Linked DNA regions of Gasterosteus aculeatus: region 1 is linked to region 2. The links are chromatin contacts, called in public Hi-C maps. All regions are on one chromosome and are shown on one strand. Each heading gives the region's core, a stretch centred on a gene start, on an enhancer-like site or on the middle of the called end of the contact. The rest is flanking DNA. Distances are from core to core; before and after follow the strand shown.

Region 1 (6,352 bases), core at 113-2,612, 75 kb after region 2:
ACTGTGTATTCGTGTGTGTGTGTGTGCGTTTTCGCGTAGCTGTCAAAGAGCAATTACGGAGACAATGTCATCAATGTGGTTCCGGACGGCTCATTTTTGTATCAGAGGAGGCCGTGATGTTTCACAAGTTGATTAATGTGTTTTCAGCACGGAGCGTACGGCGCACAAAAACACGCACAAAAACACATCTGAAATCACGCGCGGGTGGAGACAAGATGGATGCGAGGCAGTAAATGGCTCTTAATTGATGCTCTACACCCTTTGTTTCATTATTTACAGGCTCGCCTCATTATTCTAACATTTGCAACTCTAAGTACTCCGCAGAGCTTTTTCCACGCTGGAAGCAAATAAAAACTGGAAGCAGAATAGCAAAACGCCGGACTTCCCCTCTGTGGGAAGACGGGGATCTTGGCGCGTGGGAAGCTGAAGTGGGTTTGGATTATTTTGTGACAGAAATCGGGAAGCATCACAGAATGTGAGGACAGTCGGTCTTAATGTTGAAAAAGTGTGTGCTCGCTGTGTGTGTGTGTGTGTGAGCGCACCAACACTCACCTCGAGCTGGTTTTAATATTTCCCACTGCGGCCGTGCGACCGAGCAAGCTGACGCCATCATTTTCCCGAAACTCCGTTTTCATCATGGCCACTGTGGTGTTTTCAGATCTACATCCAGGAAAAGAAAAGCAACAAGAGGCCGAAACGGAGATAAATGTGTGTTCTTATTTAGCCAGCTTTACGACCTTGAACGGTGTTCAGACACAGCCATTCTCCGTACCATTCCTTCTCGAAAGGGAAAGGTGTTAATATGTCTCATGGTGCTAATAATAACCTGTAATCTGCTTTACTTTGCTGCCAGCAGTCATCTAATATGAGACGGGGTAGATTTTTCCAAATGATGTAAATGTCGCTGTGAAAGGGAAAACCTTTAAAAAATGTAATTAAATTAAAGTGCTCCATTTGTACTGTACGCGTGACCACATCTGGGTGTGAGTGAGATCACATTATTCAGCAGGGACTCTGTGTGTGTGTGTGTGTGTGTGTGTGTGTGTGTGAGCGACATGTCAGGAATAAATTAGAGCAAAGTCCTGTGCCAGACTCGCCAATATGGGGCCGAATCTTGATCTAATCCGCAGAGTTAGTGGCCTTAAATAGATTATGCTTCTGTACTGGGGTCCAGTCACTGGGGAGGCCGGACATATAGTCCGTGTATGTGTGTGTGTGTGTGTGTGTGTGTGTGTGTGTGTGTGCACGTACAGGAGTAGACAGCTGAAACCAAGCCAGAGGCCGGACGGCACGCCCGCAGCATGAGCGGCCAACTTTCCACAGTAACCGACACCCCCCCCTCCCCCGACGCTCTCGCTCCCCTGAGCGCTGGGACTTTAGCGCCGCTCGGCTAACGTGAGCTGACACCGCGGATCCGAGGGGAGGAAGGCCCGGGTGCGACCCCAGGAAGATGGAACCTGAGATCGCCGCCGCCGATAGGCAGATGGAAACCAAACAAGTGTGAGAAATACCAAAAGCATGTAAATCAAACGTGGGCGAAAAATAGCCAGAGCAGAAGAAACGCCCGGCGTGATCCAAATTGCGGGCGCATTAGTTGTAGCTTGTCAATCACGGCCTCCCCCCCCCCAAAATCCCCCAGACGCAGGCGGAGCAAGTGAGGCGCGGTTGAACCGATACACACCGACGAGTCAATTACAGGCTGGCCAGTCAGAATGTCACGGCCCCGCGGACACTAAACCGCCGGCTTAACCTCCTCACGCCGCGTCAATATGCCTCGCTGGAGGGGGGAGAGGGGGGGGGGGGGTCTTCAGACCATGCAATCGAGGCAACACAACGTTGGTCTGACCTCATGGCGGCGGGGGCTGTCCAGCGATCGCTCGCTGTTCGGTATCCGAGGTTCACCACTTACCTCACTCCTCAGTGGACGCGGTTGCCGCGAGGAGGCGGGCACGCACGCACGCACGCACGCACGCCGTCACCAGGAAGCAATTAAAACTTCCCCCCGTAATAGTCCCACTGCGACGGAACCTGACCGGCCGCCAACCTCCGGGCCTGAAGAGGGAGGCCGAGGTTGCAAAAATAAGTCTTTGAGAAAAATGGCCCTACTTGTCAGCTGATATAAGATTGATACATGACCTCGCTTCCATCCGGCACAATGGTAGGAACGGGTTGTTTGGCCTGGGTCTTACAATTTGTACCCTTTGATAGATGGTTTTTAAGTTCAATTGACAATTAGTTTGTAGCGCGTGTGGTGGCGACTCAACGACATGGAAGCCGGAGCTCATCTGCCCTTTTGGAGAATCGTCCAATAACATTGTTTTGTTTGCCATGCGGCTTGAATACTAAGAGTCCTGCAGCGGCAAGCGGAAAAGGAAGTGTGAGGCTGAAGGGGTATCACGGTGCCCCCCCTAACAGCTGCTTGAAAGCATGCGACAAGCAGGCCAATAGGGAAACCAGAAAGGGGAGGGGGGCACATTATCTGTGCTGGAGATGAATCTCTAAACACGGCCAGTCATCACTACGAGATGAATGGGACAGCTGCCGGATGAGGGGCGTTTGTGGCACCCCCCCCCCCCGGAGGACCTTCGGGACAGTTGCATCATCACAAGAGTCGCTGGCTCATCGAGTCGAACACAACTAACCTAAAGTGATTTATAGAGAAGTGGTTCCACTGCACCAGATCCGACCCGTCACGTGTTCGTTGTCCGTGTTTGGAGGAACGCCTCCCATGTTTCACGCATGAGAAAGACTTCCACGGGGCGGCTGCTCAATTTGCTCTCACTCCGGAGGTGGAACAGAGCTCATGGACACCGATAGGCCTTCACCCCTTCAGGGCGTCTCCACATATGCGCGTGTGTCCGTCATAAGTCGCTTCTCAAGTCAAGGGCAGCCTTTATGTCTGCGCGGGGGCCAAACCCTCCCCATCTTCAATGCCACGTGTGTGCGTGTTAGCCTGGAGACGCACAGGGAATTCCCGGCTCAGCCCCCCACCAGCCCCCCTCCTAGCCCCCCCCCCCTGTCCTTGTCCCTCTGAAGTTGGGTGGGCTGAGATAAGGCGTGTTATAAAAACACTCTCTCTCAGAGGGTGGTCACATATCTCTGATGTTTACTGTGGAAATCCACGGCGCGAGCGTGCGTGCTTGTGTGTGTGCGTGCTTGTGTGTGTGTGTACTTGTGTGTGTGTGTACTTGTGTGTGCGTGTGCATTATTTGCTGAACTCTGGCGGCATCAGGTTGTTTTTTGGTTGGGGAAAGATTGCCGATCACTCAAGGCGACGGTACACTGTGGGTGCGAGGCCGTGCCAGGGAATGGGCCTATGAATCAGGGAAGAGGTCACACAAGTGCAGCGCGGGTAACACGGACGCTGCCCCCTGTAGGACAAAGTCAGGATCAGCATTGGGGCGTAACGAACACAAAATGCTTAAATCAAACCTCTCGTTTTCATTTTCTATCAGTCTCATCTGTAGATTTCTTTTGAACTTTTGAAAGAAATGAATCAGGCTCTGTGTGTGTCTGTCTGTCTGTGTGTGTCACTCTCATTTCCTCGTGGGGGGGGGGGTGACAGAATGGAAAGAAGAGATGGAGGAGGACGGCATAGAGGAGCACAGAGATGGAAAGTCGAGCCGCCGAGTGAGAAAGGCGGGCAGTTGTGAACTGGTGTTTGAGGCCGTTGTGGCAGTTTGACTGTTATGTCTAGAAAGGAGGCATAATGGGCCTAAAGGGGAAGGCGCTGCGAAATGACCCAGCGAAACTCGCCATGGGCAAACGGGCAAAACATTTACGACAAATAAAACAAATTACGCAAAAAAGAAACAATGCGGCCTCTTCTTTTTTTATAAACGGAAAAAAAAAAATCACAAAAGGGAAAAAAAGAAAAGCCTCTGTGTTCCGGAAGCTCCTTTCAGGCTGCAGCTCAATCGAGTCCAACGAATGAGCTCAAGGTGGAATCAAGAAAAAACTGGTCAAAATTCTCCTGTCTGCAATCAGAGGAGCACGAGTTTGTCTCCTCTGCACAGCTTCTCAATTAGCCACTAATGGCCTCGCCTTAACGAGCTGGACATTTCGTAGCACTAATGAAGCTGGTGGCAGCCGCAGAGTGTTTGTATGTTTGCGTGTGTGTGTGCGTGTGTGTGTGTTTGAAAGATAGAAAGCCCGGAGACAGAGCGGAGATCTAATTGAGTCGGGGGCCGCAGCTCATTTTCAGCGAGCTGTTTGGCATCCTCTGGAAGGAATGCGAGGATGGATTACGCTGCTGGCTGCTACAGCGACTTTCCAATGAGGCTCCACTTTGTCTAATCCACTGTTGGAACCAACCATCTCTGCAAAATGAAAACGAGGCAGGAAGTCCAATGACATGCCTGTCAGCTGCAGGAGCCACGGACGGACAGACGGACGGATGTGTGATTAAAAAAAAAAAAAAAGTCACAACTTCTCTCGGAGGGGAAACATAAAAGCGGAGAAGGCCGATGAGGTCGGTCTCAGTCATCACTGAGGACATCAAAGCGCCACTTCACTGGTTTTACTGGACCAAGTCTATTTACTTTGGTTTTGCGTTGAACCAGGCACCAGGAAGCTGAGCTTAGACTTCAGGAAGTGACTGAAACCGAGCAGGAATCCCCCCAAAAACCCTGACTCTTATATGGACAACATTGTCCACCTCTATTATTATGCTTCAAAGGTGCAGGTAGAAGGATTTTGTCACTTTAGCTAGCCAAGTTAGCGCCTTCCTACTGTTGTGCACCAGTGTTAATTTTGGCAGCTATTTTTGATTTAGTCTTAGTCATAAGGCGAAAAATGCATATTAGTTTTAGTCACATTTAGTCATTTTAATCCTCTTAGTTTTAGTCTAGTTTTCGTCGACAAAAACTAAGACTAAGTATTGTAAAAGTATTGTGACTTTGTGCACTGGCAGTAGCTTATAAGTGGAAGTTGCATGATTCCCAAAACTATTCTAAGATCAAAATGCCACCTGATACTCTTATGGCATAAAGTTGAGGGCCTAAACACCCAAATCAATCATCACCGTTGACCTTTCCACCGCTCAGGACAAACGCAGTGGACATACAGTCGCAGTCGAAGCCGGACTGTAAACCAACTTGTGTTTTTCTATGAGTCACGCGAGGACCATACATCCCACGCCACGCTCACGCGGAAACTGAGCGGCCTTTAATTCCCCCCGGACCTCGCGGGGCTGGCTGTTGGCGGCCGGGCTAACAGGGACAGGCGACACATTACCCCCATCCTTTCCCCCCCCCGCCGTTCACGGCAACCCAACACTGCTGACACAAGCTCACCCCCAGCACCCAGGACTGCCAAGCAAAACACCTGGCATCTGCACGGGGCGGGCGCCAATACCCCGGTGACTGCCAGGGGGTCAGCTGAGCCTCTGCCACACACACACTGGAAAGTGTGTGTGCTGCGGATGTGCTGCCGCGTGTCAAGGAGAGACAGCGTATGACACTCAAGATTCTAAACATTTGTAACTACACACACCGGTGCACGAGCACGCTGCTGTGTGTTGGCTCGCAGTCGGATCGGTGCTGTGTGCGGATGTCAAGGGTTGGACGAAGTGTCTACATATAATTTTTATATGGTTCCGGCATCTCCCTGACATTGATGCAGTTCCCCCCGTTGCGTGCTTCCATTCCTTGGCTGAAGTTTGGAGCGTGTCAGAGGCCACGGCTGGTGCTGAAAGCCTGATGGATGGAGTCCAGGGGTCACGGACTTCAGCTGTTGCCGGCCACCATCACAACCCGCTGAACCGTGCTGCTAGCCTTGGGTTAGCACCACAGTGCACACAACTTTTGGGCTGTTTTTCTTTTCGTGTGCCGGAGCGAAAAGCCCGAGGGAGGCGAACAAATTTGAAGGTTTTGGATGCTGGAATCTGACCCAGCCACAGCCTCTGCAGCGCGGGAAGCAAATACACAACGCAGCCTGTTCAATTCTGCTGGGAGCCCGCGGGGGGGAAAAGGCAGACAACCCATTCGATGGTCTCATGCTTGTGTCGCATCCTACGGTTTAAATAAAACCATATTTCTCATTTCCAATTTCTTCAGAAGCGTCCCAAAAAGAGACGGAAGGAATGCTCCGTGTAGCTTACAGAACATTGCTTTGTATTCATCCTAACTGGCTAAACCAACAAGAGCTTACCACGCTGAGCTGAATGTAATGCAGATGGCGTTCCAGCCGCATGCCCCCCATACGGCGCCTGTTAAGGAACAAGGGGACAAAAAAAAAAAAGTGCCGCACTTTTCCACATATGAACCTCATTGTTGCCACAACGATGTCATCAGCTCTGAAAGGGGGCTGCCGTGCCAGGAGCGGCGGCGGCCCCGTTGCCATGGCGACAGAA
Region 2 (6,411 bases), core at 1,167-3,666:
CCGGGGCCACATGTAGGGAAGAAGCACGCGGACCTTCTTCCTGAAACCCAGCCAGGTGGATTGGTTCTCTTCTGGTCCACCCAAAAGGCCCTGAGACAAAGAGAAATGTGTTGAATAATGAACATAAAAAACCCTGCATTGTGGCCCAATAGGAGCATCCCAGGGAAAACGTGCGCGCCGCTCACCCGTCCGCTGCCCTCTACGTCCCGCTCGTCTTCGTTAATCAGGAGCATGTACGGTTTCCGTGGCAACCCCGGAGCTTTGAGACCGATGAAGAAGAGCAGCCCGGTGCCTGTGTAGCGCATCAGCCACAGGAAGAACTGAACCTGAGGGGATCATTGGAAATTCAAAAAAGATCAATATGGATACCAGTGAATCCGCATTGTTCGGTGTTCATCATACAGTTTTGTATGACAAAATTACTAAATGAGGGGTGTCATTTACAACACAATGAAGTATTTGAGCAATTTACATCCATGTATAATAAGTTATTATTTAAATGATAAAATATTTGTTCTTGACTTGTGTTTGTTGTTTCAAGTTTGAAACTGAGCAGAGAATAAACCGTTTGAGGTGTAGATTTGGAAAAAACCCCACAAAACAACATAGCAAAAAACCCCTACAAAAGTCATGCTTACAATTACACAACTAGTTATGGTACTGACTCGGTGTGGGAGGGGCTAGAGGCGGGTCTGATGATTTGATTGGTTAGCAGTGGGCCTGGAATCTGATAGTCAGAATGAGTAGTGACTCAGCAAAAAAACAGGCTCTCCTCTTGGCCACACGGTTGCGGTTTCAGATTGCTTACATGCCTGCCTCCCTTTGTTAGCGTGCAATGGACACTTAACATAAGAAAGACTGGACGGCTTAGTGCCGGGTGCAGAGACATAGGCGTGTGTCATAAAAACACACCTACGTCTTCTTTAACATTAAAGAACCTTTGACCCACTAGCCGGTGAAAGCACACATAGCACATCCTTAAAACAACAAAAAGAGATGCCAGAGAGCGAGATTGAAATGAGATGAATAGATCGGAATGGGGATAAATGACATGCAGGCCCTGTATGCCGGTACGAAGCACAGCGGCATCTGAACGACATATGCAGGGTACCATATTTATATAACTGAAAACTGCATATCACTTGGCAAAGTCCTTTTCACCTCTAATGTGACATTTGACCCGCCCCCTCCTCACCTGTTGCTCAGCGTTCTCCAGGCCCCACCACCAGTGCGGACTGAACCAAGAGACGAAGGCCAAGTTCTCCGCCGAGAACGCCACGGCCCAGAACAGCAGCAGGGCCGCGCTGTGGCCCCTCGTCCGGGACATCAGCAGGGCCCTCCGTCTCTCCACCCTCAGCAGGGCTACGGACCAGCCCCAGGCCAGCGCGGAGAAGCAGCCGTACAGCACCGCGTATCCCGGGAGCTCTCCCCCGCTGGCGGCCCGCCACACCGCCCCGCCCGCAAACTGGAAGATCAGGAGGACGGAGAGGGCCAGCTGGAAGCCGTAGAGGCAGGAGCGCGGGATGAACTTTGGCTCCATCGCCGTGCCATATTTCTGGTAGAAGACGCAGTGGACGGTGCCCAGGAAGAAGGCCATGGTGAGCAGGATGGAGGGGACCAGGGTGAAGTAGAAGCATGGGGAGATGCCCTCGTCCACCCAGGTGCGAGAGATGGAGGAATTGGTTTCGCAGTAACCCTGAATGAACACCATGGCTGAAACTGGAGGGGGGGCAGAGAGTGTGTCAGCAGAGAAGCATCACAACCGGAAATAAAAGCACAAGTGGGTCAATAAACGTGGGACACATCGTCCTGCTGAAGAAGTGCCTGGACTCGCTTTACACACTTGCATGGGTGCAACACAACTCTGCCATAATAGGTGTAGTGGACCTCAGCGACATTTTTTTTGCTGAGTCATGGTTAACTCTACTGCTTAGATATGGACCGTATCCCCACAAACGGAGTGAAACGCTTTTGTGTTGGCGTTTAGTATTCTCCAGTAGCGTTCATATGGAGATAACAAAGACGAATGTAACACCATACACGTAGAACAACATTAACGGTAAACTCACCGTATTTGGCGGGCGGAAAAGGTTTACGTCAACTTCGGTCTTCTGGACGACGCACTCGTCATAAACAGAGGTTACTCCAGAGAAGCTAGCAAGTCACACAGATTAGCGGTGAGCTAGCTCGGTCGGCTTTACGCGACTTGAAAACAAACGGCAGTTTAAAACGTGGCGGAGCAGCGCTCAGGCGATGCACAGCCGCGCGTCTGTCATCGCTACCACCAAGTTGTCCTCGTTACGTGCATGTTGGTTCAAGTGGCTCCAATCCGTGACTCGGCGATTGACGCTTTACGCAACAGCGTTCGATTGCTTTGGTCTGTGAGGGCACGCGGCGCCCCACGGAGGCTTAAAACGTAGTAAAAAAAAAAAAGTAGAGGACAAAATAAAATTATGCGGAAGGTGTTTTTGGAAAAGAAGTTGTGCATTTACAATTTCAAGTAAATGTACAAAAGTCGGTTATTGCCAGCTACTGTAAGAACAAGGTTGTAATTAAAAATACTCATTATGGATTCTATTTTTCATATATAGGCCTACATATAGTTCACATATTGTGAGTAGTTTTACTCTCCTTTTTAACTACTTCATGTGTTGTTGGATTGTTTAATCGCATGATTTATGTTTTACCTAGTATGTTTTGGATTAAACTTTTAAACTGAATGTAGCTTGTTTCAAATAAATGTGGAGTATTGTATGTCCCTGTGAAATGAATATAAAGTGACAGGAAAATTTGAAGTAGTACCTCAAGCAAATATATTTAGTTATATTTCCCCATTGTAAATGAGATAAACTTCAACAGTTCAATGAAAAGAGCAATGCTATTCCTTGATCTAATATAACTTTACAAGCCGATTTTTGTCCTTTATTTTCAGTTGAGATTACATTTTCTCCATAAACCAAGCGGAGGAATGCAAAACTCTAATTTCATACCCAAAATGAAAAATAAAAGATAAAAGATAAAAGATTTTATCTATCTTATTGGCTTGTGATTGGAATAAATATACCTGGAATGAAAGGACACCTTGCAGTGCCACAAAATGATCAAGAGATGGCAGTAAATACTAAGGTATAATCAGACAAAACCGCCGTATTATACAATAGGCATTAAAACTTCCCACGAGAGACACAGGTGGTGGGAAAAAACAAGTCCTGGAGATGGGAAATGGTAATAATGAATAGCATTCTATCAATGCTAACGCTGTTATTCACAGCCATATGAAGTGAACAAGCGATTACAGAAACAACGCCTCTTCCTCCGAAAGGAGCCAATTTAAAGTCAAAGGAACATAGGAAGTCTTTCAGTGATGAGAGGGTTTAAGCTTAGAGCTTTTCCCATCAAAGTGTAAATTCAGGGTTGAGTACAAAGACTGGAAGTGACTCAAAAGCCATCTGTCGCGTCTGCCCTTCCTGAGGGGATGAATGAAAGACTCGGCAGACTAAAGTGTGTGTATTTGTGTGTACCTGCATGTGAAGGAATAAAAAATGGGAAGCGTATCCTAATGTGAAAGAGGAAGAAGCTTACGCACACACACGCACACACACACACAGGCCACAAGCTGAGATGGGAAAAGGGGTAAATCTTATCATTTAGAGCCTTCACAATGGGCATAAAGAGCTGCTAATCTGCTTCATCTCCCCGGCTCTTTTGTGCGAGTGGAAATGGACCTTCTGTCCATCGGCTGCTTCAAACCCCGCTCCTTTGTCTCCGAGTGGATGTGACGGCCTGCCCATCACAAACCCCTCATCTCTCTCCCCTTTTGTGGCTGTCTCCAACCTCAGCACACAGGCTCAGCTGGAGCCCCCGTAAGTCCGTTAAGGTGTTTCTTTTATTTCGCTCAATCTCACCTTTTTCCCTCATTCTCATTTATGCTTCTTTGTCCGCCTGAAGCTGTCTGACACGCGGGGATAGTAAAAGGCGGGGATAAAATGGATGTGTGCGCCAATCTAATCCCTTAATTTAGAGAGAAGAGAATGCCGGTACTGCTAGGAATGCTACGTCCAATCTCATTAGTACTGAAGGCGATCAATGAAGCTTGGGGTTCTGTTGAATGCGGTATTCACAGAAGGATTGGGCTTTGTGTGACACCGTTCTTACCAGTAGCCCAATGGCGGATGACCTTTGCGAATAAATAAAGATACAGCTCTTTTGCTGTTTATAAACGTGAAAGTATAAGCTGTGTGTCACTCTCTGTGTCGAGTTGAGTTCTCCATTTAGTACGTTTTCAGCCGGTTTCATCATAGTGGTACTCGAGTGGAAGGACCACCTCCCGCTTTTGAGTGGAGGCGCTTTCGTCTGACAGATTTTCTGCTAGGGGTGAATAAAAAAAATGCTCTTTTATTGTTTCCTTATACTTTATGAGAGTAAATTCAGAGCCTTGAAACGAGCGATGGCTCACGGGGTCGATGGACTCGACCCCGTGAGCAGGTTTGAAAGAGCTGGACGTCGTGTCTCTGAGCTTGAGCCTGGACTGTCGGGCCTCGGTGCCCCACAGCTAAGCCACCTTCTTCTGCAGGGATAGCCCCCCCCCCCCCCCAGCCAGTGAGGGGAGAGCCAGAAGGTGAGCGAGAAGTGGTTGAGGAAGACAGACAGAAGATGGAGTGTGTGTGTCTGTGCAAGATAACACAGGCTGGAGGAATTAGACTGACGCCCTGGTGTCTCAGCGTGTGGGCGAATCTGTCCCAGATACAGAGGCATAGAGGTATTGTTAGAGGAGACGCAAGGTCCCAAAAGTAACCTATCTACACATTTCAGGCACAACGGACTGGAAAAACTAGCAGCAGCTTCGTCCAATACGGCACACACACACACACACCCACACACAGACCAGTTGACATATAAATGTCTGGAGCCGCACACTCTACGTCTCCTTCCCTTGTGGACTTGCCAAACCTCTTGCATCCCGAGTGCCCCCCCCCTGTACAATCACCTTACAACTATTTCGCTGACTCACATCTCATTAACACTTGTAGCTCCCTGAGAAAAAGGGAAATGCAGATTGCAGAATGTTGATGGAACGAAAGGGTTGTGCGCCTTGTGGGCTGCATAAGACATATCAGTACAATGGAAGATGAGCTTGGCGATCCCCTTTTGGGCGAGTGCTTGTGCTGCATCGCTGACCATAATTCAATGTTGAATGAAGTGCACGCTTTATGGACTAGAAGATACACAGATTTAAAGTGCACTAAAGGAGGCGTAAAGATGAATGGAGGCGATGTCTAGAGAGGTTTCTGAAAACTCATGGATTTGATGCAAATTCTCTATTTAATCCCTTTGAATAATTTATTTTTTCCAATTTATTAAACTCTCTTAGGAACAGAATGCCACACATCTTCAAGGCAGTTCAAAATAATGCACAAGAAGGCAGGATTATCTCATCAAAAGCCAAGAAAATAAACACCATCTATCCTTGAAGCCGCAAACTATAAGCTAAAGGAGAAACGGAGCCATTTGAGGCATGAACAGTCTCCTGTTGCCCTCGCCTTCTTTCCCGTCACAGATTTGTAGACGCGGGGGTTGACGGCACCACCAGTGATGGAGTCTTTGATGAGTCCATCCTGCTGCAAGCGTCGTGAGGTGGATGCGCATGACCTTCAGGTACTTTAATACAACTTCTGCCAAATTACAGACCCCTCGAGTGAGCTGCAGTGGCTTTAGCACGGCCGTGACCATGGCTCCTTCTGGACATCTTCATACGGTTCCAAAACATTGCAGTGTGTTTCCCCAAAATAAATCTATTATTTAAAACTTTTAGAAATTGTATGTATTTCATCTATGCGGAATATCACCAAATACCATGTATGTTGTAAAGCACACATCACAGTGTTCTGGAACTTGCTGCAATCTGGAACAAGAAGGAAGTTGCATCACAGAATCCGAGCCGGTCTTCTCAAAGCCCCACAAGAGATTTCCAAAAGATCTTAATTGTTATCCATTTGAGTTATTAAAGCAACAAAATAGAAGCCGCTTGTGGCATTTGATGCAACTGTTGTTTAAGGGTTTTCAGACCTACCTACCTATATTCCACCATGGAACTTCGGTCTGATCAACGCCTCAAAAAGGTAAGTTCTTCTTTTTTCATTGGGTATGTTTTTTTAAACCACAAAAAGATGTGATAGATAATGTTTTTAATAACAAAATTAAACAAGACAAAAATGTCCCCCTTTCTCAGGCAAAGGGCCATCGCATTTCTGCAGAGCTCCAACATGCAGAGCCCCTACCAGTACAAATTGCATATGGATCAAGTCCCAGTAAAATGCACGGCAGTGCTGCTCCCTGTGATGAAAGAAGGTAAGCTTCGTATTAGACTTCCAATAACATCAAAAAAGACTAGATGTGGAGGAAGTGCAGCCG

The links. A called contact is a pair of places that touch in the nucleus more often than the background predicts.
Region 1: a contact with region 2 is called in a Hi-C map of whole body, with 6 times the contacts expected there. The contact joins the enhancer-like site here to the promoter of abcb6a in region 2. A contact is called at or near these places in 3 of 6 Hi-C or Micro-C datasets (liver, skeletal muscle and whole body).

The regions. Positions count from the first base shown.
Region 1 is chr1:23,988,364-23,994,715 of fGasAcu3.hap1.1, forward strand. No RefSeq gene overlaps it. Among protein-coding and RNA genes, the nearest start is that of nrp2a, 18 kb to the left of the region's middle. Within about 2 kb of position 1,363, at least 1 of the 9 cell types and tissues checked has open chromatin away from gene starts, as enhancers often do.
Region 2 is chr1:23,911,820-23,918,230 of fGasAcu3.hap1.1, forward strand. It overlaps abcb6a (ATP binding cassette subfamily B member 6 (LAN blood group) a), which reads right to left and starts at 2,417. Exons shown (of 20, transcript XM_040187488.2): 1 at 2,070-2,417; 2 at 1,196-1,719; 3 at 186-326; 4 at 1-90. The coding sequence starts at 1,711.